Regions from separate parts of the Mus musculus genome. Here regions 1, 2, 3, 4, 5 and 6 are each linked to region 7. The links are chromatin contacts, called in public HiChIP or PLAC-seq, Micro-C and promoter capture Hi-C maps. All regions are on one chromosome and are shown on one strand. Each heading gives the region's core, a stretch centred on a gene start, on an enhancer-like site or on the middle of the called end of the contact. The rest is flanking DNA. Distances are from core to core; before and after follow the strand shown.

Evidence for each region. Promoter capture Hi-C pulls out the DNA fragments that hold promoters and counts their contacts. Hi-C and Micro-C count contacts between places; a contact is called where the count stands out from the background. HiChIP or PLAC-seq counts read pairs in DNA pulled down with a chosen protein or histone mark.
Region 1: an H3K27ac HiChIP or PLAC-seq map of bone marrow-derived dendritic cells shows a contact between it and region 7, with 7 times the contacts expected there. The contact joins the promoter of P4htm here to the promoter of Gnai2 in region 7. A contact is called at or near these places in 2 of 115 datasets of contacts at active chromatin or transcription factors (bone marrow-derived dendritic cells and large pre-B cells).
Region 2: a contact with region 7 is called in a promoter capture Hi-C map of erythroid cells, with 6 times the contacts expected there. The contact joins the promoter of Impdh2 here to the promoter of Gnai2 in region 7. A contact is called at or near these places in 4 of 39 promoter capture datasets (cranial neural crest, erythroid cells, liver and 1 more), 5 of 484 Hi-C or Micro-C datasets (B cells, CD4 T cells, CD8 T cells and 2 more), 6 of 115 datasets of contacts at active chromatin or transcription factors (bone marrow-derived dendritic cells, bone marrow-derived macrophages, embryonic forebrain and 2 more) and 2 of 9 other capture datasets (adipose tissue and liver).
Region 3: an H3K27ac HiChIP or PLAC-seq map of bone marrow-derived dendritic cells shows a contact between it and region 7, with 2.6 times the contacts expected there. The contact joins the promoter of Ccdc71 here to the promoter of Gnai2 in region 7. A contact is called at or near these places in 1 of 39 promoter capture datasets (liver), 1 of 484 Hi-C or Micro-C datasets (olfactory sensory neurons) and 2 of 115 datasets of contacts at active chromatin or transcription factors (bone marrow-derived dendritic cells and bone marrow-derived macrophages).
Region 4: a contact with region 7 is called in a promoter capture Hi-C map of pre-B cells, with 4 times the contacts expected there. The contact joins the promoter of Rad54l2 here to the promoter of Gnai2 in region 7. A contact is called at or near these places in 2 of 39 promoter capture datasets (hippocampal neurons and pre-B cells).
Region 5: a contact with region 7 is called in an H3K27ac HiChIP or PLAC-seq map of bone marrow-derived dendritic cells, with 6 times the contacts expected there. The contact joins the promoter of Usp19 here to the promoter of Gnai2 in region 7. A contact is called at or near these places in 2 of 39 promoter capture datasets (fetal liver and liver), 1 of 484 Hi-C or Micro-C datasets (B cells), 4 of 115 datasets of contacts at active chromatin or transcription factors (bone marrow-derived dendritic cells, double positive thymocytes, large pre-B cells and 1 more) and 2 of 9 other capture datasets (adipose tissue and liver).
Region 6: a contact with region 7 is called in a Micro-C map of embryonic stem cells, with 1.9 times the contacts expected there. The contact joins the promoter of Rbm15b here to the promoter of Gnai2 in region 7. A contact is called at or near these places in 3 of 39 promoter capture datasets (erythroid cells, hippocampal neurons and neural stem cells), 2 of 484 Hi-C or Micro-C datasets (CD4 T cells and embryonic stem cells) and 4 of 115 datasets of contacts at active chromatin or transcription factors (embryonic forebrain, embryonic stem cells and large pre-B cells).

The regions. Positions count from the first base shown.
Region 1 is chr9:108,596,351-108,599,383 of GRCm38.p6, reverse strand. It overlaps P4htm (prolyl 4-hydroxylase, transmembrane (endoplasmic reticulum)), which reads left to right and starts at 1,772. Exons shown (of 9, transcript NM_028944.4): 1 at 1,772-2,176; 2 at 2,404-2,485. The coding sequence starts at 1,820.
Region 2 is chr9:108,559,017-108,562,096 of GRCm38.p6, reverse strand. It overlaps Impdh2 (inosine monophosphate dehydrogenase 2), which reads right to left and starts at 1,661. Exons shown (of 14, transcript NM_011830.5): 1 at 1,466-1,661; 2 at 1,015-1,063; 3 at 399-500; 4 at 240-314. The coding sequence starts at 1,563. It overlaps Qrich1 (glutamine-rich 1), which reads right to left. Exons shown (of 10, transcript NM_175143.5): 10 at 1,930-2,851. The coding sequence ends at 2,659.
Region 3 is chr9:108,459,278-108,462,300 of GRCm38.p6, reverse strand. It overlaps Ccdc71 (coiled-coil domain containing 71), which reads right to left and starts at 1,748. Exons shown (of 2, transcript NM_133744.5): 1 at 1,684-1,748. It also overlaps a transcript of Klhdc8b not described here.
Region 4 is chr9:106,787,743-106,791,103 of GRCm38.p6, reverse strand. It overlaps Rad54l2 (RAD54 like 2 (S. cerevisiae)), which reads left to right and starts at 1,891. Exons shown (of 22, transcript NM_030730.2): 1 at 1,891-2,124.
Region 5 is chr9:108,489,324-108,492,403 of GRCm38.p6, reverse strand. It overlaps Usp19 (ubiquitin specific peptidase 19), which reads right to left and starts at 1,728. Exons shown (of 27, transcript NM_027804.4): 1 at 1,509-1,728. Lamb2 (laminin, beta 2) reads right to left here. Exons shown (of 33, transcript NM_008483.3): 29 at 3,030-3,080; 30 at 2,810-2,951; 31 at 2,451-2,627; 32 at 2,199-2,358; 33 at 1,874-2,120. The coding sequence ends at 1,984.
Region 6 is chr9:106,885,615-106,888,882 of GRCm38.p6, reverse strand. It overlaps Rbm15b (RNA binding motif protein 15B), which reads left to right and starts at 1,808. Exons shown (of 1, transcript NM_175402.5): 1 at 1,808-3,268. The coding sequence starts at 1,916. It overlaps Manf (mesencephalic astrocyte-derived neurotrophic factor), which reads left to right. Exons shown (of 4, transcript NM_029103.4): 4 at 1-130.
Region 7 is chr9:107,633,691-107,636,696 of GRCm38.p6, reverse strand. It overlaps Gnai2 (guanine nucleotide binding protein (G protein), alpha inhibiting 2), which reads left to right and starts at 1,354. Exons shown (of 9, transcript NM_008138.5): 1 at 1,354-1,597. The coding sequence starts at 1,480.

The DNA.
Region 1 (3,033 bases), core at 523-3,022, 960 kb before region 7:
AAGAGCAGCGTTCAAAAGAAAATGCCTTGGGCTGGTGAGATGGCTCAGTGGGTAAGAGCACCTGACTGCTCTTCTGAAGGTCGGGAGTTCAAATCCCAGCAACCACATGGTGGCTCACAACCATCTGAAACAAGACTCCCTCTTCTGGAGTGTCTGAAGACAGCTACAGAAGAAAGAAAGGAAGAAAAGAAAGAAAGAAGAGAAAGAAAGCAAGCATGAATTTACTGGGAATCAGATATAAAATTAATAATACATTGTGAAAAATTACTGTTTTAAAAAAAAATGCCTTGGCCGCTGCTTTATAATCTGAGTTTTATTTTCTTCAGAGGTGTCCTGATTAGGGGAAAGCCTTCCACCCTCCCTCTTCCCATCCAGGAGCTAAGGCAAGCGTCACAAACAGCACCTGCTTCATTTTGAGGGACACTGGGTGGAGCCCAACCTGGGCACCCTGGGCAGCCTCTCACCAAAGTCTGACTTGCAGGATTCCCTCAGTGGTCCAGTCTGACTGCCGAAGGACCTTCAAGAATATCTTGAATATCTTGGTGCATACCTAGTAACTCCAGCATTTTAAAATATATATATTCAGACACTCCAGAAGAGGGTATCAGATCTCATTACTGATGGTTGTGAGCCACCATGTGGTTGCTGGGATTTGAACTCAGGACCTTCGGAAGAGCAATCAGTACTCTTAACCACTGAGCCATCTCTCCAGCCCTAACTTCAGCATCTGAGAGGTGGAGGCAGGAGAATAAATTTATCCTCTGCTCCTTTCAAGTTTGATGAGCAAGCCTGAACTATATGAGACCCTGTCTGGGTTGGTTTTTGTTTTGGGGTGTTTTTTTTGTTTTTTTGTTTTTGGTTTTTTTTTTGGTTTGGTTTGGTTTTTTGTTTGTGTGTATTGTTTAAAAACAATTTAATAATAAGCCGGGTGTAGTGGTGCATGCCTTTAATCCCAGCACTCGGGAGGCAAGAGGCAGGGGGATTTCTGAGTTTGAGGCCAGCCTGGTCTACAAAGTGAGTTCCAGGACAGCCAGGGCTACATAGGGAAACCTTGTCTCGAAAAAACAAAACAAAACAAAACAAACAAACAAACAAAAAACAACAAGAAAAAAATTTTAATAAAAGCAAAAACGGAAGCTGGAGAGAGGCTCTTTAGCTAAGATCCATCTTGGAGAACACACCGGTTCTAGTCCCAGCACCAACATAGAGACTTAAAAACGTCTGTAAGTCTCTCCAGCTCCAACGCCCCTTCTGTCCTCATATACAGACATGCATGGAGTGCACATACCCATAAACAAACCACCCCATAGACATAAAATGTTTTAGTTAAATAAATCGAACTCGTGGGAACTGCTCTATAATCTCATCATCCAGTGTGCAGTCATTGGCCTCAGCATCCCACTATGTCGTATGTCCCATTTCTATCACTCTCTGACTCCCTTCTCCCAAGAGTGAGAAAATGCCCACTACACTTTCTGGGGCCGGGGGGGGGGGGGGGGGGCGTCTTCTCCCGGGAACCAAGAAACTACTAGTTGCAATGGTGTCTGTCCTAACGGTGCTCCGCTGATGTGCCTCCATGTTTGTGGATGGCCTTCTGCACTGGAGTATATACAGCTCCATAAACGACCAGCCGGGTGTGAGCGAGGTCCCAGGATCTCAGTATGGACCGATGGGTGCGGCTCCGTGTAGGCACAGCATCCCGGAGCACCGTCTCCTAGTGACCGCCGGGCGCGCTGACTCTGCCGTCCGGGTCCCAGCGACTGCGCAACGCGAGCACCCCCGCGGCCCCTCCCCTGGGCGCGCGCGCGACCTGGGCGCCATGGCGGCAGCGGTGGCGACCGTGCAGCGGCCTGAGGCTGAGACAGTCGAGGAGGCCTCAAATCTTCAGTGGCCGCTACCACCGGAGCATCGCCCTTCCGGGGCAGCGACCAGACCAGGCGATAGTGAAGACGCCCCGGTGCGGCCACTGTGCAAGCCGCGGGGCATCTGTTCCCGTGCCTACTTCTTGGTGCTGATGGTGTTCGTGCACCTGTACTTGGGCAACGTGCTGGCCCTGCTGCTCTTCGTGCACTACAGCAACGGAGACGAGAGCACAGACCCCGGACCCCAGCGCCGCGAGCAGAGCCCCCAGCCAGTGCCAACCTTGGGTCCCCTCACCCGGCTGGAGGGCATCAAGGTAAGAACATCCCCTCCTCTCCCGCCCCGAGCGGAGCTTCAAGCACTGCCAAGCCGAGCCAGAAGGAACCGTGGCTCAGCTCTGGGCCACCACGGTGCCCCACGCATCACTGTGTGCGGGTCACGCGCGCGCCTACTTACTTTGCTACTGTCGCTCCCTGACACGGGACTTTTTCTTGAGCAGTGCGGCCTGGCACACCAGCTGCCTGCTGTGTATTTTTCCTTTAGGTGGGATATGAGCGGAAAGTCCAGGTGGTCGCGGGCAGGGATCACTTCATCCGAACCCTCAGCCTCAAGCCGCTGCTTTTTGGTAAGTCTGCAGGACACTTCTGGGAAGGGCCGGGGAGGCTGCAGTGTCCACCCCAAGGCTTCTTTTGACCGTGTGTTTACTATTTTGAACATGGCTGCTTCGTAGATGCGCTCTCTGAATCCAGTTTACTAAAATAGAGCTTCCTTTTCCGTAACCGGACAGAGAGGTTCGTTTTCCACACTTCCCTCAGCGGACCCTTCCATCATAGGCTGGGCAGCACGACCCTGAGACAAATGTTCCAACTGTTTATTGAAGTTATCTTTGGGCAGTCTGTGCTACGAATCTATCACCTTCCAGATCAGGGCAGGGTGAGAGACTGATAACCAGGTGCCAGCTGACCCGGGGGCCTCTGGGGAGATCACATTCCCAAAGCTAATCCTGTGGTCTGATGAGAATCAGGCCGTCCATATTGGAATGAACTGACAACCCTCAAAGCCAGCGGCCCCCCCCCCCCCAGAGGGGCACCATTCAAAGGCCCAACTTCTTGCTTCCAGTATTCAAGATTCTTAGGACTCCTGTCTTTCACCCTTCATGGGCAGAGCCTATTA
Region 2 (3,080 bases), core at 412-2,911, 930 kb before region 7:
TGCCTAAGTGTCCTGTATAGCAGAGCCACGGAAACAAATGAAATGAAATGCTCAAACATGGACATAGGGGGTCTGGAAGCACCGTGCGTGCTCTAGCTAAGAAATGGGGTCTTGGGTCTTCCTCCTCAGTAGCTGAAGCTCACAGCAGGAGAAAGGACGCTTAGCAAAACAAACCCTCCACTTCCACCCCACGCCTCTAATTCCCAGCAACTCTTGGCCATGATGCTTGGCCTTCTAACCTTCACTTTCCGAACTTCATTGGCCTGGAATTCAGGTGTGCAGTTGTGGTGGATGAAACCAATACCTCCTGTAAGCTACAAGACGAACACACAAGTAAGTGATAAAACAGAAACACAATCTTTGGCTATAAGATGGCACCCATGGCGCTCAAGCCTTACCGCCATCGCGATGGCCATTCCAGCCTCTGTGACAGTGTCCATGGGTGAGGAAACCAATGGGGTCTTTAGTGTAATCTTCTTAGTTAGAGCAGACGTCAAGTCCTGAGGAGAAAAAGGACCAGCAAAGGAAAATACAGCTTATTCCTCAGGGTCCATCCCAGGAGCCCTGGGTGAGCTGCCATGTTCACCACAAAGCCTAGCCTGGTGCAGTAAGCTCACAGTAACGAACAGCAGCATCTTACCCCTCCTAGATATTTACCAATCCAGTTCCTAGAGTGGGTACAGGGGCACATGCCTACTGTAATAACAGTACCCACTCAGAAACAAGACTGAGCGTTGACACTAATAATTAGGGTCAACAAAACCACTTCTGGAACAGCCAAAGTAATGTAGGCAGGCTGTCTCAAAAACAAAATAGAGCCAGGCAGAAGTAGCGCACGCCTTTAATCCCAGCACTTGGGAGGCAGAGGCAGGCGGATTTCTGAGTTCAAGGCCAGCCTGGTCTACAGAGTGAGTTCCAGGACAGCCAGGGCTATACAGAGAAACCCTGTCTCAGAAAAAAAAAAAAAAAAAAAAGGAACCCCCCAAACCAAAAATCCAGTGCCTTATTACTCACCACCTGATCTGCAGTGAAGTCGATATACCCAGGAAGAATGAGAAAATCACTGTAGGAGGGAAATAAGCAGGTCTCTCAGGCTTGTGACACCAAGAAACTTCAACTCCATATATCATCCCATAAAACTCTTGAGCAGGGAGTTGTACCAGCAAGTGTGACACAGGCAAAATGTCACTGGGTGGATGCCACCGAGGTGTCATTAGTGCACGCTAACATATTCCACATATCCAGAGAACTGTGTCTCACGACTCAAGTATTAAATACTATTGAAATCACCCTCTAAACCCCTGCCCCTGCTTCACATATGTCGAAGTTAGTCTTCGGCGATAAGGAATTCCCGGATTCTGTTCCCCATCCGCTCCCACCAGTTTCAATGAAGCCCTCCCTCATCCGGCCTTCTCGCCAGCGTGCGGCCCCTCGCCTCGCCCCGATGGGTGCCCTAGACCCGCACTTGTAGGTGAGGCCGTCCCCGCAGTTGAAGAGCTGCTGCGCTGTGAGCCCGTCGTCCGGCACGTAAGAGGTGCCTCCGCTAATCAGGTAGTCCGCCATGACCACGGAGGAAGACAGACGCGTGGCTCCGAGAACCGCGCCGCTCCGAGGACCGCGCCGCAGAGGCCTCTGCCGTCCGGACCGCGCCAATATAAACTAGATTATTCCGTCACACGTTGCGTGCGTCGATGACGCCAGGCGTAGGGCGTGCGTACTGAGGGCCACGCCCCGTATAGAGGCGGAGCTGGCAGAGCTGGGTAACCACGTGCTTATCGAGCTCACAGGCCCAAGGCCAAAGGCCTGTTTCCTGTCCCACCCCTCCCCGCATCCCACCACAGCAGGATCCAGGCCCATTCAATTAAGTTTTGTTTCCACTCCCCCGCCCCCGCAGAGCTCCTCCCCCAAATAAAGACACGTTCTCCAGTAGCTTGTTGAAAAGACGTGCTTGTCATTCTTAATAAACAACTAGAATAAGAATACATAAGAGAAAGAGTGGTATCTTTATATGATACACAAGTGTATGTTACAAGAATTCCATCAGGCACAGGAGCCTCATTTTTAAGGCCTCAATGTTAGGCCAAAAAAAAAAAAAAGCGCATGGTAAAGTTTTTACTTTAACTTTTATGTCACTTGTCATAAAGAAGGGTGTAATAGAAATTGTCTGGATAAAAATCATAATTGAAGTTCCCCTTATTCTTCTTCCATCAAGATGTTAAGTTTATGTCTGAGCATTACAAAAAAAAAAAACAAAAAACAAAAAACAAATGTGGCTCTGAGTGGTCAGTAAAGTTTGCCGATTCCGAGTGACAGGCTGATGCATCAGCAGCTCCATCTTCCCTGAGGAAGGGAAGGGTCTGTATCTCTCCATACAGTCCAAGTTCCTTTCCCCACGCCCCAGACAAAAGAAAAAAAGAGAAAAGAAAAAGCCAACCACTTCCTAGGACACCAGGTTCTCAGAAAACCCAGATCCCTATGAACCAGGGGTCTGCCCATTTTATGAAGATGCAAAGAGGGCAATATCGTCTTTTACATTTTGAACAGAAGTAGCCTGAAAAGCATCATAACTACAAATTAAAAAAAAATGTGGAGGCCTCTCCTTTAGTGTGAAAGTCTGTCTGGTTTTTCCTGGATCTTTTTTCCTATAGCTGAGGCACCTCAGTGCATGGTGGTTGCATTGGCCACGGCAATGGCTTCTTGGATTTCTCGTATAACCAGGATCCGGGTCAGCATCTGTCCCATCTGTTCTCTGCTGATAGGCTGGACTGAGTACCAGATTGGGCTGTTGGGAGCTACAACTGGCTCAGGTGTCAGGTAAAAGGTGTCATTTCGGCCTTTCACACTCTGAGGGCTGAAGAAGAATTTCAGTAAGTAATAGCATAATTCTAACCCTTCCTGTTTGAGCCTCCCAAACAATTTCAGGTTGAACTACTTAAATCTATCTATATCCCATTGGCAGCAGATAAGCATCTAGAAGACCTAGCTCCAGCTGTTTACCCACATTGTTTTTAACTCAGCAGCAAAGGCCAATAACCACCTTCTCTGGGCTCAGTACCTCTTCAGTACTCAGTACCTCTTCA
Region 3 (3,023 bases), core at 499-2,998, 830 kb before region 7:
AACACTGTGCACTACCACGCCTGTTTCCTTTTGATTCTTTTCTTTCCTGGTGTTCTAAATATCTAGACTCAGTCCCAGGAATATAAGCAAATACCTCAGTCCTCAAAGAACCCAGTCCGGAAGTGAAGACACAGCTGCCATTAAAGGTTCTTAGAAGCAGATGGTGCTCTCCAAGCCAGCTTCTAATAGGTTAGGGAAGGACTCCTGGAAGCAGTAACATCTACCTATCTGTCTGCGTGCCAACCAAAAAAGGAGCAGGTACAAATGGAGCAAAAAGGGTAGCAACTCCTGCAGAGGCTATCAAGTAAAGAAGAGTACGGACCATATGGATGAAGGCCAGGCTGTAGCTGAGGAAGACAGACTAAGGCCTTTGAACATAGGCCCAAAGACCCAGACTTACACCACCTGATGTCCACCCCACCACTGTTCATCCAACTGCCAACGTTCCAGTGCAGGGGGTGGCTCATCTCCTTACCAGAGTCTATAGACAGGATACTCAGTGACCTGATTCCTAGCTCTAGTCTTGGAGTTCAAACCCAATATAAGACACAGACCCGCCCAAAAAAAAAAGACAGTTGCAAACATCTCTAAGGCAAGCAAGAGACCAGGCAACGAGACCAAGGAGTTCAAGGTTTGACGACAAAGGACAGGGAAAGATTCCAACTAGGAAGGTAGGCCAAGCCGTAGCGCTTAAAAGGCAACAGACCTTAGATGTTAGTGGTCCCAACAGATGCAGCTGTCTGGGACCACTCAAATCGTCCTATGCTTCCTTAAGGAAGCCATGGCTGTCACTCAGAAGTTACACCCAGCACTCCAACGCAGCATCTGAGGGCTTCCCGAGTCAAAAGGTAAATTCCCCAGCTGCACCGGAGCGTTAAAAGATCAGCTGGGATGAGACAGGTCCCTGGAGTCTAGGAGCCCGTCTGTGCCGCCGCTCTGCACAGCTCTAATGAAGCAGACACACAGTCCTCAGACTCCCCGGAGAAAGTGCCCTGGGGCTCTTTGTTTGGAAACATTCTTGGATCCTCAGGTGTCTGAGGCACTTCCCCTCCCCAGAGGATGCTCTTCAAGTACAATCCAAGTTAATGCTTTCATTTATTTATTTATTTATTTATTTATGTTTTGAATGGGTGGGCTATGAACTGTAGGACAGAGGGGGACGACCTACCTCCCACCCCAAACCTCCGGCGCTCATATTACGGGGCGGGGACCAAGGGGCTCTTTGCCTAGGTCATTCTGAGCCCATGGGAGGGAGGGTGCTTCTTGGCTCTCAAGAAGCTTTGTAAACAGAGGCTGCAGCCAGGCTGACTTTTGCCTTCACACATTCCTTTGGGGCCAGCACAGGAAGTTGACAGAAGACTGGGGGCGGGCATACTAATCGGGCGGACTGGGATCAGGGGCAGATCGGGGCCCTCAGGCGGGGAGACCGAGGCCCCGGGGCCTGAACGGCGACGGGGAGTCGGGGTTACGGCGGCGGCGAAATGTGTAAGGTGGGCAGTGGTCGCCCGACAGGATCCTCAGAACCCCCAGGGTGGGGTCCTGGGTAGGGGTGGGGTGTCTCGGCCAAGCCCTGGGAAAATGAGGATCCCGGAAGGGCCGGCCACCCAGTCCCTTCGCCCTGCCGCCCTGTGGCCTCATGGGCAGCCACTCCGCACCACCGCTAGGCCCGCGGCTCCAACCTACCGGCGCCGCCGCGGGGACCCAGGACGCACCTCTGCGCCGCCTCCGCCGCTCCAACATGGCCGCCTGCTGCGCGCCGGAAGTACACCGTGCTTCCGCTTCCGGGATCTAGCCCGCCTGGTGACCCTTGACCCCTAGAACTCTCCCCTCCCCCCCCAAGTCTGGGGGCGGAGCAGGTTGAGTACTTCGGAGGGCTGCCTGGAGGGGGTGGCCTCGGAGGTGACAAGTCCAAACCTATCTGATCCAGTATGGGAGCCTGTGCACATAGAAGGCAAAAGTCACAGGATCCCAGTCAGGATTGGACTAAGGACCACTTTTCTAAAATGTCCTGGTAATATAGGAGTCAAAGTGACTCCTGGCAAGCTCTATGCTATTCTACACCCCAGGACCTTACTCTTTCTCTGGCACCTGATCAGAAGAGAGTGTGCCTGACAGGGATTATCTCAGGAAAGTCCCCTTGTTTCACCACACAAGTACTTCCTGAAAGAGTAGCAGGCGCTCCTCTCCTGAGAATGGGCTTAACCCTGGCACACTGCATGAAAAGCTGGTATATACATGTAGGCACAAGTAATACACAGCAGCCTGGGGCTGTAGATGGCCAGTCTGTAAGTCACAGTACATCAATGTGGGCCTGAATATACTTGCTCAGGTATGTATACACAGTGGAGTGCCAAGATCTGGCTCAGCCAAAGCACCTCGAATGGCACAAAGTAACACTTTTCAGTCGTTACAGTGCCCAGAATCCGTTGGCTCTGTTGGCAAAGAGATTGCAAACTCAGTCCTACCTATGTCCTGTAGACAACACAAGATGGTTAGTTACAGAGCCCTCTCCTCAGCAGTATTTGAGGACACAGGTTAAAACTAACTCTAGGAATCTGAGACCTCAGATGAACAGTCAGCATATTTTCCAAACCTTGTCCTTTTTGGAGACAGTGTATCCCTACATAGCCCTGGATTCCTGGGATCAAAGGTGGCATGTGCTGCCATGCCTGGCTTCACAGCTTTAAGGAAAGGACCCCCTTGTCAGATGCTTCCTAGTCCAGTTTAGGAGGCATCAGGAAAGCTTTGGTTTCATGGATGAGGGAGTGAAGGCATCTGGACCTGTCTAAGAGTTTGGGGTAGGTAGACAAGGGTGTTTGAAGTGCTTCATGTGGGAGCTGGATACTAGCCTTCTTCCTCTTTTGTACGACTGAAAGATCCTTAGCTGTTCTGTGTTTCCCAGCCTATGTAGAGGGATCTGTCATCTTTAAAGATAAGTATCAACCACCCATCAATACCCAAGGCCTCACTTGATGCCTGTTTACTTCTCAGAGCTTTGGCACCGACAGGAGACTCCTGACAGT
Region 4 (3,361 bases), core at 642-3,141, 850 kb after region 7:
CCTATTTTCCCCTTCTGGTCTGGTTGTGGACTCCTGGACTTTGCCCTGCCTTCTCCGGCAGGCGTATTGTATTGGCAGTGCCTGACACCTCTGGCAGATACCACATTCCCCTCCAGTCTCCTGTCTTCCTCCTTTCCTCTCCTTCCCTCCCTTCCTCTCTAACTCTTTCTCCCTTCCCTCTCTCTCCCCTCCCCTCGACCCCTCCCCTGCCTTCTTCTCTCCTCTCTACCCTCCCCGTTCCTCTCCCCCTCCCCTCTCCTCATTCCTGCCCTCTCCCCTCTCTTTTTATGCCTTTCTCTCTCTCTCTCTCTCTCTCTCTCTCTCTCTCTCTCTCAATGGCTAGCCTTAAATTAGGGCTTCTCCTACTGTTGCCTTCTAGGTTCAATTTGAATTTCCAAAAAGCCTAATCCGTTTTTAATTTCACGAGGAAAACAAAGAAAACTTTCAAAAATAGATCCACTTGACTATTAGCAAGGAAGACCAGCTCTTTTGGGGGGGGGGAGTTGGTTTTTTGAGACAGGGTTTCTCTATGTAGCCCTGGCTGTCCTGGAACTCACTCTGTAGACCAGGCTGGCCTCAAACTCAGAAATCCACCTGCCTCTGCCTCCCAAGTGCTGGGATTAAAGGCGTGCGCCACCACTGCCCAGCTCTTTTAAGTTTATTTGAATGAAGAGCCATCAATAGCCATCTATATGTTTCAGAACAGTGGCTTCCTGAGAGGAAAGAATAGAAGAAACTTCTATCACGGGGAGGGAGGGGGGAACGGGACGGCGGTGGGGGAGGGCGGGGAGCCATTGTTGGCTCCTGTTACTCCAAGCTCAGTTATGAAAGAGAAATAAGTTCTTCATATAAGCTCACTTATGTGAAGAGAGATAATAAGTAAGGCTCCTTTAGAGTCTCTGGTCTCATTTTTGTCCCTCTGGTCATTTATAGGGCTATTATCTGTACATATTTAAACTTTTGTAATTTGAGAGATGGTTCTAATAACTGGACTGGTGCCACATGCCTTTAATTCAAGAACTTGAGAGGTAGAGGCAGGTGGATTTCTGAGAAACCCTGTCTCGAAAAACCAAAACAACAACAACAAAAACCAATAATGAACCTAACAAACAAAAAAAACTTAAAAAAAAAAAAAACCAGACCCACATACCCAATATTTTCATCTTTCGCTCATATTCACTTTGGCGGTGGTGGGGGTTGCGGGTGGAGAGCCAAGGTAATGTAGTGGAAAGAGACAACAATACAGCTCATAAGAAAGTGGAGCATAACAATCTCCAACTTCAGGGAGAAACCTACGTTTGAGTGCGATCCCCCCTCCGCAGTACTCCCCCCTCCCAACTCGGCCGTCGCCTCTGCTAGTTTTCTGGAGACAGCTGCAGTCAACAGGAACCACGGACAGGTAGGGAGGAAGGGAGGAAGACCGAGAATTACAATGGCATGCATCAATTCAAGGAAGAACAACTTTTGTTGGAAGCTACAGCTGTAGTAGCATTGACTTTTGACAGCACCCTCAACGAATTTACACCTCATATCCGCACTATCTCGTTCCCGGTATGTTTTGACGTAATACCAAATTGAGAAGTGTAGGAGCTCAGGCTCATTTGTACTGATAAGTGTGTGTTTTTGGTAGTTAGTAAAATCCATTCAGTTGGCTCTACCAGTTCCAGGCAGGTTCTAGCATGGGATTGTTTTTGTTTTCGATTTTGTTTTATTTCTTATTTTATTTTTTTAGTCTCACTTATTCATGAAAAGGTCCTCTGTAGTAAATACACCTTACTCACCCAAGAATCGCCGTTTAGTGTCTTTCCCTGGGAAAGAACAACAGGACTCACAGCGGAACTTTGCTGCGGGTGGCTTGTGTTCCCGCCCGGGTGGCCGGGTGAGAGGGCCGGGAGGGGGAAGCTTTCTGGCGCGGACCGCGAGCGGAGGCTGAGAGCGCCGCCGCCGGAGAAGACCGACCCTCGGCCAGAGCCAGCCTGCGGCGCCCGGGCCTGGCTGGCTGCTTCCCGCCTCAGCCGCTTCTCCGGCTCCCGCCGCCGCAGACACTGTCCAAGAGGGTGCGGCAGAACGCGAGGTCCTACGGCCCAGCCCGGTCCGGTGCGGCCCGGATCCGTGGCACGGGAGGTGAGAGCCCCTGCGGTCCCCTTACTCCCTGCCGGGGCCGCTGGGACCCGCAACAATGGGGACGCGGCCAGAGTCCCCGGCGTGCAGCAGCCTGGGGTAGCAAGCTACTCCTGGCGGCTTGGGCCTTGGGGGGAGCTGCGTCCGACCTGGGAAACTCCAGTGACTGTAGGCTTGGAGGGGGTCTTGGCATCCACCCGGGACTTCAGTGGCTTGATATTTTGGGATTTCGTTGTCAAGGAAGGCAGTCGTAATTACCGAGACTGAACTACAGTGGCTATGCGCTCCTGATGTTATATTATAACACCGGCAAACCGTGCCGTGGTTTGAGGGAGAGGGATTGTGGTTCGAATTTTAGGGACCCCTGTGGCTTGGTCCCTAGTGGACATAGGTGTGGGTCTCTGAACTCCCTCGGGCCGTCTGAGAATTTGTTAGGCTGAGTCGGGTTTGGGGAGAAGAGGCATGGAGAGTTTAGCTTCTCTGAGGTAATTGGTGAGTAGTTCCTGGAAAGGCACGAGCTTAGTTGGGCACAAAAGAGTTGAGCTAGGAGCTAGATGGATCCTTCACGGCTAAGATGTATCCGAGTTAAGAGTGGTTCTCAGGTAGGAAACTTGTCACAGGAGTAGTGTTAGCTGCATTGGGTTAGGAAAAGGCCGATGCGAGCTGGGGAGGGAGGGAGAAGATGGCCGGCAGCTTCTGGGGTCGAAGAATTGGCTTTATGTGGGTCATGGTGGCTGTCTGGGAGTAGAACAAGAGCACTTTGCAGAGTGGGCTTCCTGCTAGAGAATGACCTCTTACTGCGGGGGAGTGTGTGACTCAGATCTGTTAGATTACTGCTCTTGCTGGCGGATGTGGCTGACTGTTGATGCCTGGACTTTGAAGCTGGAATGGGTATTTGGGGGGGCTTAATGAATTTGTTCTAGAGGAGAGGACAGTGTGGACCTTTCCTTCTTACTCCAAAGTCAGTGTGGTGGCTGTCGCCGGCAGTCATTTAAGTAACAAATTTCTTAATGGTATTTGACTTTAAAGCTTTTCTCTGTTCATTTTTTCCCCCTTTGCCCTCTTTTTTGAATTGTGACTCATATTTTGTTTTTAGCACTGTGGCTATTGTTTGTAATGATCCACAAACCTAGACCCCATAGTATGTTGTAATTCTTGGAGCTTTCAGTACAATTCTTCTAAGCCCAAACTAATGTAAAAGGCTTCACTAACTTTTTTTTTTTTGGTATATTTTAATATA
Region 5 (3,080 bases), core at 479-2,978, 860 kb before region 7:
CAACGCAGGCCTCTCTGAACCCTAATGGGCAGGATTCTCACCAGCTGAGGCAGCCATGCGCACTGTGAGGCTACCCTGTGAGGAAATAAATAATTCAAGCAGTGGCAAGTGCTTCAGGCCACGCCTCCTGGGTATCTACAGAAACCCACAACGCTGGAAGGCTGCACTGAGGAAGTGCTAGGTCAAGGCAGTTGTGGCCTGGGACCAGGATCATCCTCTGGATGAGAGCCATGGCTCCAACCCACAGGTCTGCACTCTGAGCAGCCTGCTCTGCTTCCTTCACTCTCGCCGGCTGCTTAGTCACCGCCAGACAAGTAGAGAGTGAAGGAGTCAGGCAGCAGAGAGGGAGACCAAGGAATAGTCAGAGCAGCAGAAGGGCAGACTCTGAAGCTGAAAACGGCCCCAGGTGCTGCCACTAACCAGAAAGGCTCTGGTACTAAAGCATCTAGTCTGCTTCCTGCCGGCTCCTATTTTTTGCCATAAACCAGCTCCTGAAACTTGATCTTTTGTTTCCACCTAAAGAAGGATCGATCTCTCTCTCCTCAGCCTTAAAGATTAGGAGTGGAGGCGGGTGGTGGTGGCGCACGCCTTTAATCCCAGCACTTGGGAGGCAGAGGCAGGCGGATTTTCTGAGTTCGAGGCCAGCCTGGTCTACAGAGTGAGTTCCAGGACAGCCAGGGCTACACAGAGAAACCCTGTCTCGAAAAAAAAAAAAATGAGGAGTGGACTCCAGTTTTAAGACACGGTGATAGGCTTAACAACGAAACAGACATCACCCCTGTCTCCAGGTTCCTTCCTTCATCATCAGCTCTGAGCCACGGAGGCCTGATCTGTTTCCCACCTGTGTGTGGATTCGGGCTCCCTCCATCCAAAGTGAAGTTCTCAAAACTAGTGAGGGTGGAGATGGAACGTAGACCTAGTACTAGCCCTGGCAGCCTCAAGCCCGGCTTGCGAGACGAAGGAGATTGAACTGTAGCCTGTGTTCCCTTAGGGGAGAGTGGGGTGATAAAAATACCCTTGGACGATAAGAGTGATGAGCGGAATCTTTAGTGACAGTCCGTCCAGGCCTCTGGGCAGAGCACCCGCCGTTTCCTCCTTACACCGAGGCCCGATTCACAGCCGGAATCCCTCCCCCATGCTCTGAAAGCCGTCGAAGCGGCAGAGAAACTATCCGGAGATCCCAGCTGGTTAGAGAAGCTGCGCAGAGTTACTGAACGCAGACCAACGCCCCGGCTAGGATGCTGCCCTCCTCCAGCCTCCGAATCCCAGGCCTGCCACCACCTCCTCCAGGAAGCCACCCTCGCTCGCCGCTAATCCTCTTAAAAACAGAGAGGCCGGCCACAGGGGTAGCATAACGGCTCGGTCGGCATCGGTAGGCCGAGCACGCCGCGAGGCTCGAGATGTCGGGGCTGGCACGGCCCGTGACCTTGAACAGGCCCGCCCCGGGCCAACCTTGCGGCCTTCCCCCGCTGCGGCCAAACCGGCGACTTGAGGCCCACACCACTCACCGAGCGAGACCGCCGCCACCAGCCCTCTTCGGGCCCTGGCAACACGCTCTCGATTCCGGTTCCGGCGTCGGGTCGGTTCCGGTTCCGGCGCGCCCCTCCCCCGTCCCGGCTCCTCCGCCACCGCCGCCTTCGCCGCTGCTTCAGCCGCTTGTTTTGTTTCGACTTCTAGCTACGGCTACGGGAGGCGGGGTGCCGAGCTGATGACGCACTTCCGGCAAGAGTGGGAGCTCTTGGTGAAGGGCAGCTTTGGGGAGGGCGGGAAAGGAAGAGGAGGGGTTCCGGTGCTCGGCCTCTGCTGGTAGCCTACAGCTGATGGCGTGTATAAAGGTCCTCCGCCCCTCCCATCAAAGGCCAGACAACACAGAGGAGGTTCACACAGGTTTATTGAAAGCTCTTGCTAGCCAGGAGCTCTTTAATGTGCGGACGATCGTGTGCAGAACAGTGCTTGGCGACAAGGCTAGGCCCTAGGGAGTGGTCACTGGCAGGTGTTGTAGATCTGGACCTGCAAGTTGATGGCCTGGAGCACACTGCGCATCCTGGCTTCCAGCCCATCCAGCTGGGCCGCTTTGCCCTCCAGTGCACGCTCGTTCTCCTCATATGTGCCCTCCAGCTCTAGAAGGGTCAAGAAATAGTTCAAGTCTTTTCTCACGCAAGCCCACCTTTCTAGCTCCCGCCCACCATGGTCCTCACCCTGTAGCCGCTGCAGCTTATCCTGAGCGGCCTGCAACAGGTCCCGAGCCTCATCCCGCAGTTGTTCTGCCCTGGCTTGTGCAGCCAGAACACCTTCAGCCTTCCGCTCTGCCAACGCCCTCACTGTTTGGTATTGGTCACCTACTTGTTCCCGTAGTTGCTGCAGATGTAAGAGGCAGGGTCGGTATACTAATTCAGTGGAATTCTAACTATAATACCCCTACCCCATCCAGAGGGCTTCGCCCAACCCACTTTCTCAGCCTCCCTGGCACGGCTCTGGGCACTGCCTGCTGTTTCTTCCGCTGTAGATGCTGCCAGGCTATTTCCTGCCCGTTTCAGTTTCAGGGCCTCCAGGAGGGCGTCTAATTGCCGAGCCCGCTCACCGGCAGAGTTCAGAGACTTCTCTGCACCTGCCATCCTCTCCTGGACCTGCCACAGAAAGGCCCAGGTTTAACAAATCCACCTTTAGTACCAGCAACTGAGAAGGAGAAGCAAGTTGATCTCTGTAACTTCCAGGCTGCCCAGGGCTACACAGTAAGACCTCCCTGTCCCAGACAAAGCAAGCCAGATCCTTAGTACATGCCCATCACCTCGTCCTAAGGAAGTCATACCCGCTGCAGGGTCTGCTCTGTGTTTTGTGTGTCAACCACTGCTCCCCAGATGGCACCCTGAGCAGCTCCTTGTGCCCTCTGAGCCTCCTCCAGTGCCGCTTGGACTGTCTCTGCCTTCTGTCTCTCACCCTCGGCCCGGCTCCTGAGGAAGAGGGGAGATCAGGGTCTACAGGTATCAGGACCAGGTTTCAGGAATGGGGACCAGGCTTGGGGGTCAGACCGTGCCCGGTGCGCATCTTGCAGTAGCTGTTCAGCCCGACGCACGTCGCCC
Region 6 (3,268 bases), core at 559-3,058, 750 kb after region 7:
ATCCCCGAGTGGGGACAATTTCCCCATCCCCAAGTGGGGACAATTTACTTCCTTCTTTGCTGGTTTACTCTAGGACTTCAAAGTTTGTCTGGGATTTTTTTATTAAAAAAAATTGTCTTTGGAGAGTTGAGCTGGCACAGTATTCTGTCCTATAGATTACTGGTTTATCTTTCCAGTCTGAAAAGATCCCTCAGCCTGCCAGTGCTGAGGGCCTGAAACTCCCATAACAGGACTTAAGAGCTTGGGCAGCCAATGTCTTGTGGGTTTGGGCTTCTGGGTGTCTGATACTTCAGCCTGGTGAGGTTAGACTTGACCCCTGACCCCCACCCCCATCCAGTCCAGTAGCAGGGGCTGAAGGTTCTTGAGCTGCTGTTAAGTCTAAAGGACATTTACATTTGGCTCAGCCTATGCAGAAGGAGAACTGTGAGCTGAGTACAGGTGGTCAGACCATAGCGTATCTTTACCCCGCCTGGTACTTAAACTATTCATTCATCGGGGTTCCAGTCTAGCATCAGAACAAGGACCCTTGCTTACCTATATTTTTGGCAAAGTTGGCAGGAATCGGTTTACAAAGAAGCAGTGTGAGCTGGTTGTAGTGGAAGGCCTGAGGGAGTTGTGTGCACTGTGGTTTTCAGTTGCTCCCTTTGCTGGCACTTGTGAACTGTGCCTCAGTGGGGAAACTTTGCTCCTGCTGCCTCCAGAGATAATGAGAAAGGAGCAACTGCTAAGAAGTTATGTTTTCCAAAAGGCTCGTCTTAGCTATCTTCTTGTGTGGTCCCCAAATTCACTTTGCATTCGCAGGGCCTTACATGAAGCCCTCTGCTGTTTCTTCCAAGTTCCTCCTGCACTTTCTCCTCCTGCTGGTTGCTTTCTGCTTATGGGAGGAGGGAAGAGCTGGGTGCGTTCTTCGACATCCTACAGATGCATCAATGATCCAGCAACCGTCTGTGGAGAGCATAAGCCCTAGGGGCCTTTGAGTACTCTTGCCGGTACTTCACCTCATCTCCTGGATGTGGTCAGAACACTGGCCAGCAGTCTGTCAACTTGGCAAGAAGTGATAATGGCATTACCTGCTCTTTACCCTTGGCTCAGCAGCCCCACCTTCCCAGCCTCCTGTCCGCCCAGACACCTACAGCAGAAATTTGGACCCAGTGGCACCAAGATGCCTGTCTGTAGGTTGCAAACGCATTCTAGTTTCTGTACCTGGACCCCGGGGAGGTCTCACCTGTGTCTATCAGGACAGTGCCTGAAGAATTCGAATGCATAAGATGCCTGGATGTGGGTCCTAGGCAGGGTGTAGGCATCCTTGTGTGTCTATTTTCAAGGGGGCCAACTCTGGTCCTAATCAGAAAACTCCATGGAAGGAAATAGAGTTTCTTCAATCTAGTGGCAGGTTGGAGTGGGACGCGCAACACTTGGCTTCGGGCCAAGCGGCCACACCTGCTCCGGTGGGCGTGGCCCCGAGGCGGAAAAAGATAGGCGGACCCGGAGTAGCAAGCAAGCCCTGGAGCACAAAGCGAAAGCGCAGCCGCGGCCTGCCGAGCTCGAGAGGGAATCTGCGCGCGACCCAGGAGCCGGGTGCCTGGGCTCCGGCAGCCACGCGGCGGCGCCAAAGCTCGCAAGACAGGCCGCTTCCTCTGGTTGCCAAGATGTCACGTGGTGCGGGGCCACGGAGCTCCGTGATAGGCAGCGAGCGAAACTCTCGGCCCGCCCACCGCGGTCACGTGTCGCGGCCGGCGCAGCTTGATAACGCAGCGCCGGGCCCCTCGGCGCCGCTCCCGCCCCGCCCCGCCGCCGCCGCCGCGCCGAGTCCTTTTGTCCAAGATGGCGGCGCCGGGGGCGCTGCCTCCTGGGCCGCCGCCGCCGCCGCTCTGAGGGACCCGCGGGCCGCCCGCCCGCCCGCCGAACCGGCGCGATGAAGCGGCAGAGCGAGCGAGACTCCAGCCCGAGCGGGCGTGGCTCGTCATCGTCCGCCAAGCGGCCGCGGGAGCGCGAACGAGAGGCAGAGGCGGGCGGGCGGCGGGCAGCGCACAAGGCCTCCGGCGGTACCAAGCACCCGGTCCCGGCGCGGGCTCGCGACAAGCCCCGCGGCAGCGGCGGAGGCGGCGGGCATCGCGACGGGCGCGCTGCCGGGGATGCGAATCACCGGGCGAGCGGCGGGCGCTCCTCGGGCGCGCCCGGAGGCGGGGGACGCACCGGCAAGGCCTCCGGGGACCCGGGTGCTGGCGGCGCGTCGCCCCGCGCATCTCCACTCCCGCCGCCCCCGCCGCCCCCCGGGGCGGAACCCGCGGGTCCGGGCTCCACCGCGGCTCCGGAGTACAAGACGCTCCTCATCAGCAGCCTGAGCCCCGCGCTGCCGGCCGAGCACTTGGAGGACCGGCTCTTCCACCAGTTCAAGCGGTTCGGGGAGATCAGCCTGCGCCTGTCACACACCCCGGAGCTGGGCCGCGTGGCCTACGTGAACTTCCGGCACCCACAGGACGCGCGGGAGGCTCGCCAGCACGCCTTGGCCCGGCAGCTGCTGCTCTACGATCGCCCGCTCAAGGTGGAGCCGGTGTACCTGCGCGGCGGCGGGAGCAGCCGGCGCAGTAGCAGCAGCAGCGCCGCCGCCTCCACGCCGCCCCCCGGGCCTCCCGCGCCCGCCGACCCCCTGGGCTATCTGCCCCTGCACGGTGGCTACCAGTACAAGCAGCGCTCGCTGTCTCCGGTAGCCGCCCCGCCCCTGCGGGAGCCCCGCGCGCGGCACGCCGCCGCAGCCTTCGCCCTGGATGCTGCTGCCGCGGCGGCCGTGGGACTGTCTCGAGAGCGAGCCCTGGACTATTACGGGCTGTACGACGACCGCGGCCGCCCGTACGGCTACCAGGCCGTGTGCGAGGAGGACCTGATGCCGGAGGATGATCAGAGAGCCACTCGAAACCTCTTCATCGGCAACCTGGACCACAGTGTTTCTGAGGTGGAGCTTCGACGGGCCTTCGAGAAGTACGGCATCATCGAGGAGGTGGTCATCAAGAGGCCTGCCCGCGGCCAGGGTGGTGCCTATGCCTTCCTCAAGTTTCAGAATCTGGACATGGCACACAGGGCGAAGGTGGCTATGTCTGGCCGGGTGATTGGCAGAAACCCCATAAAGATAGGCTACGGCAAGGCTAACCCCACCACCCGCCTCTGGGTGGGTGGTCTCGGACCTAACACCTCGCTGGCGGCCCTGGCCAGGGAATTCGATCGCTTCGGGAGCATTCGGACCATCGATCACGTCAAAGGAGACAGCTTT
Region 7 (3,006 bases), core at 105-2,604:
TAGCTGTCTTCAGACACCCCAGAAGAGGGTCTCAGATCTCATTATAGATGGTTGTGAGCCACCATGTGGTTGCTGGGATTTGAACTCGGGACCTGCGGAAGAGCAGTCAATGCTCTTAACCGCTGAGCCATCCCTCCCGCCCCCCATTTATTTATTATTACATGTAAGTACACTGTAGCTGTCTTCAGACACACCAGAAGAAGGTGTCAGATCTCATTAAGGATGGTTGTGAGCCACCATGTGGGTACTGGGATTTGAACTCAGGATCTCCAGAAGAGCAGTCGGCACTCTTAACCGCTGAGTCATCTCTCCAGCCCTGTGACCAACTCTTAATGGCAGTGTCCTTCTCTGGCTTTAGTCTGGGGCCACTCAGAACACCTTGCACACTTCAATCGTCCAATCAAAGTTGGTGGGTCATAGGCCCCTCTTAAAAAGCAGATCACAAAGATTGGAAATAGCTCCACTTCCACCTTTGCACAGCCACAGGATCACAGCCACTACCCAGAAGAGACATGGAACTGAAGAAGCCTCTAGAAGCTGACAGAGGATGGAAGGAACAGATTATAGGATCATGGCAACGTTTGTTTCCTTAAGTCCAATGACAACTCTCTCTTGTCTATCTCTCCTAGAGTCCAGTCTCATTGGTCTCTGGTTGAAGCCCCGGATTGCTGCCTGCAGGAGAAAGGTTCCCAACCTATCAGGCAAAAGGACGACGTTTAGATGACAGAAGATAGTCCACTCAAAGGTGTAAAGGCGGCAGTGAACTCTTTTTGTTTTTAATGTGGTGCAACCTACACAGAAGAGGAGGGGGCGCTGCTTTAAAGAAAATCGAGGTCCAGAAAGAGATCATGTGACCCTCCGCAGAGTTTAGTAGATCTCCAAATAAGTTTATAGGCTCAGTTTTAGCAAGTGAAGAAGACACACCTCCTCCATCTTACTCTCATAATTCACAAATGCTCAGAGTCCTGGTTTCTATTTGGCCTGTGGCGAGGGCAGGTAGTCCTGACCCTTGGGCTACTAGATCAACTAGTCCTACAGTCCAGAAACAGAGCCTCAGGCTCTCAGCATCCAATCGGAGACTAGCTCCTCCTGCAGCCCGCCCAGAGGCCTAAGCCTGTGTTAGCTCTACCCTTGGTGTCTTCCCTCGTTGCGGCCCCGCTCTCAGCTTGCGCCTAAGGCTGGACTGAGCCTAACTTCTCCCTTGGCTCCGCCCTCCAACCAATCACCATCCCTAAATTTCCTTCGGCCCCTCCTCCAGACCCGCCCCGGCCCAGTCGCGGGCTTGGTTCGCCCGGGCCCCACCCCTGGCCCGCCCCGCCGTCGGTGCGCGGCGGCCGGGAAGGCGCCTCCCGCAGTCGCTCGGAACTGCGGACCTGAGAGCTTCCCGCAGAGGGCCGGCGGTGGGAGCGGAGTGGGTCGGGCGGGGCCGAGCCGGGCCGTGGGCCGTGTGGGGGCCAGGCCGGGCCGGCGGACGGCAGGATGGGCTGCACCGTGAGCGCCGAGGACAAGGCGGCAGCCGAGCGCTCTAAAATGATCGACAAGAACCTGCGGGAGGACGGCGAGAAGGCGGCGCGGGAGGTGAAGTTGCTTCTGTTAGGTGAGGCAGCGCCCCGTTCTGGGACCCTTGACTCTCTACGCTAATCCCCAGACAAGGACCTGAAACTGCTCAGCCTGGCCTTGCACCCTACACCTGCGCTTGAAACCAGTAGGAGCCACCCTTTTAAGATCCGAAACTCTGGATTGGTCTAGATTTATAATCCTAGTCCAGACTTCATTCAGACCCTCAACTCATCCCAGATCCCACACACCAAACCTTGTATGACTATCTCCCCCCCCCCTTGTTATCCAGTCTCAAGAGAACTCAGACCCTGCCGTGTATTTCCGCACTTTCTCAGGCTTTTCTTAAACCCTCAGCACCCTGCCGGCTCCCACCTTCAAGCCCCACCTGTTCTATTTCTCTTGGCACGAGCATTCCTTGGGACCCTGGTCAAGCCTCGACCCACTCCCTCTTTTCCTTACTCTGGGATCTGTATTCTCCCTCTTTGCACTCTGACCCTTCAAGAACCTCTTTAAGAGGGAAACTGACTACTCTCAAGTTCTCTGTAGCAGGATTCCCCGCAGGGCCTCTGTTCCAGGTCACCAGATCTCTCTTTCTCTCTGTGTGTGTGTGTCTCTCTCTCTCTCTCTGTCTCTCTCCCTCCCTCTCTCTGCAGGTATCAACCCCCAAATCATCTGCCCCTCTTTTAAGGCTTTTCTCACACTCTGCCGTTCCCTTGCTTCTGCGCCCTCCTGCCCCAGGTGGGCCTTGTTGATAGGAGGAGGGGCACCAGGGGCTGGGGTGGGCCTAGGCTGAGCTGGGCAGACCCTTTGCAAGAGGTTGGTCTGACTCTGAGAGTCACACTGGGAAACAGGGGCCAGGCCTCTAGCATTTGCGGGAAGTTCCATTCCCTGGGATCCAAGGCTTGTCTGGGCCAGGGCCAGGGGAGTCTGGGCAATAGGAGGGAACATGGAGGAGTTAGGGTTGTTGTCACTTCCAAGGCCAAGGAAGATGGTGGCTGCTGGGATGGGGGGGAAGTGGAAGTAGTGAACCAACCGACATATTGCTGCCCCTGTGTGCCGGCCTGGAGAGATCTGCTGACGGCTGCTGGGCTTCTCACACTCGGGGCTGGAACGCCAGGGATATGGCCTAGGATACTGAGTAGACCTGTTGGTTCCCCAGAGGAATACTGTGATGTGGGGGTGGTGGGCAAGCTGAATGAGGGGCTGGTAAGGAGTCTGCTGCCTGTAGCCCCGTGTGCGCTCAAGCATCCCAGCTAGGCTTTGGCAGAGGCAGTGGGCCTGATGCTTGTGTCCAGACCCACACCGGTCGTCAGAGTGGCTCCCTGTGGAAGCCTGACTTGAGAAGACCAGTTCCTCTGGATTGTGGGGAGCAAGGCCCTAGCAGCAGCAGAAGCCGCGCAGCAGCGTAATCGGCTGGATAGTATGTGGGGGGGTGTGGCCCCTCAG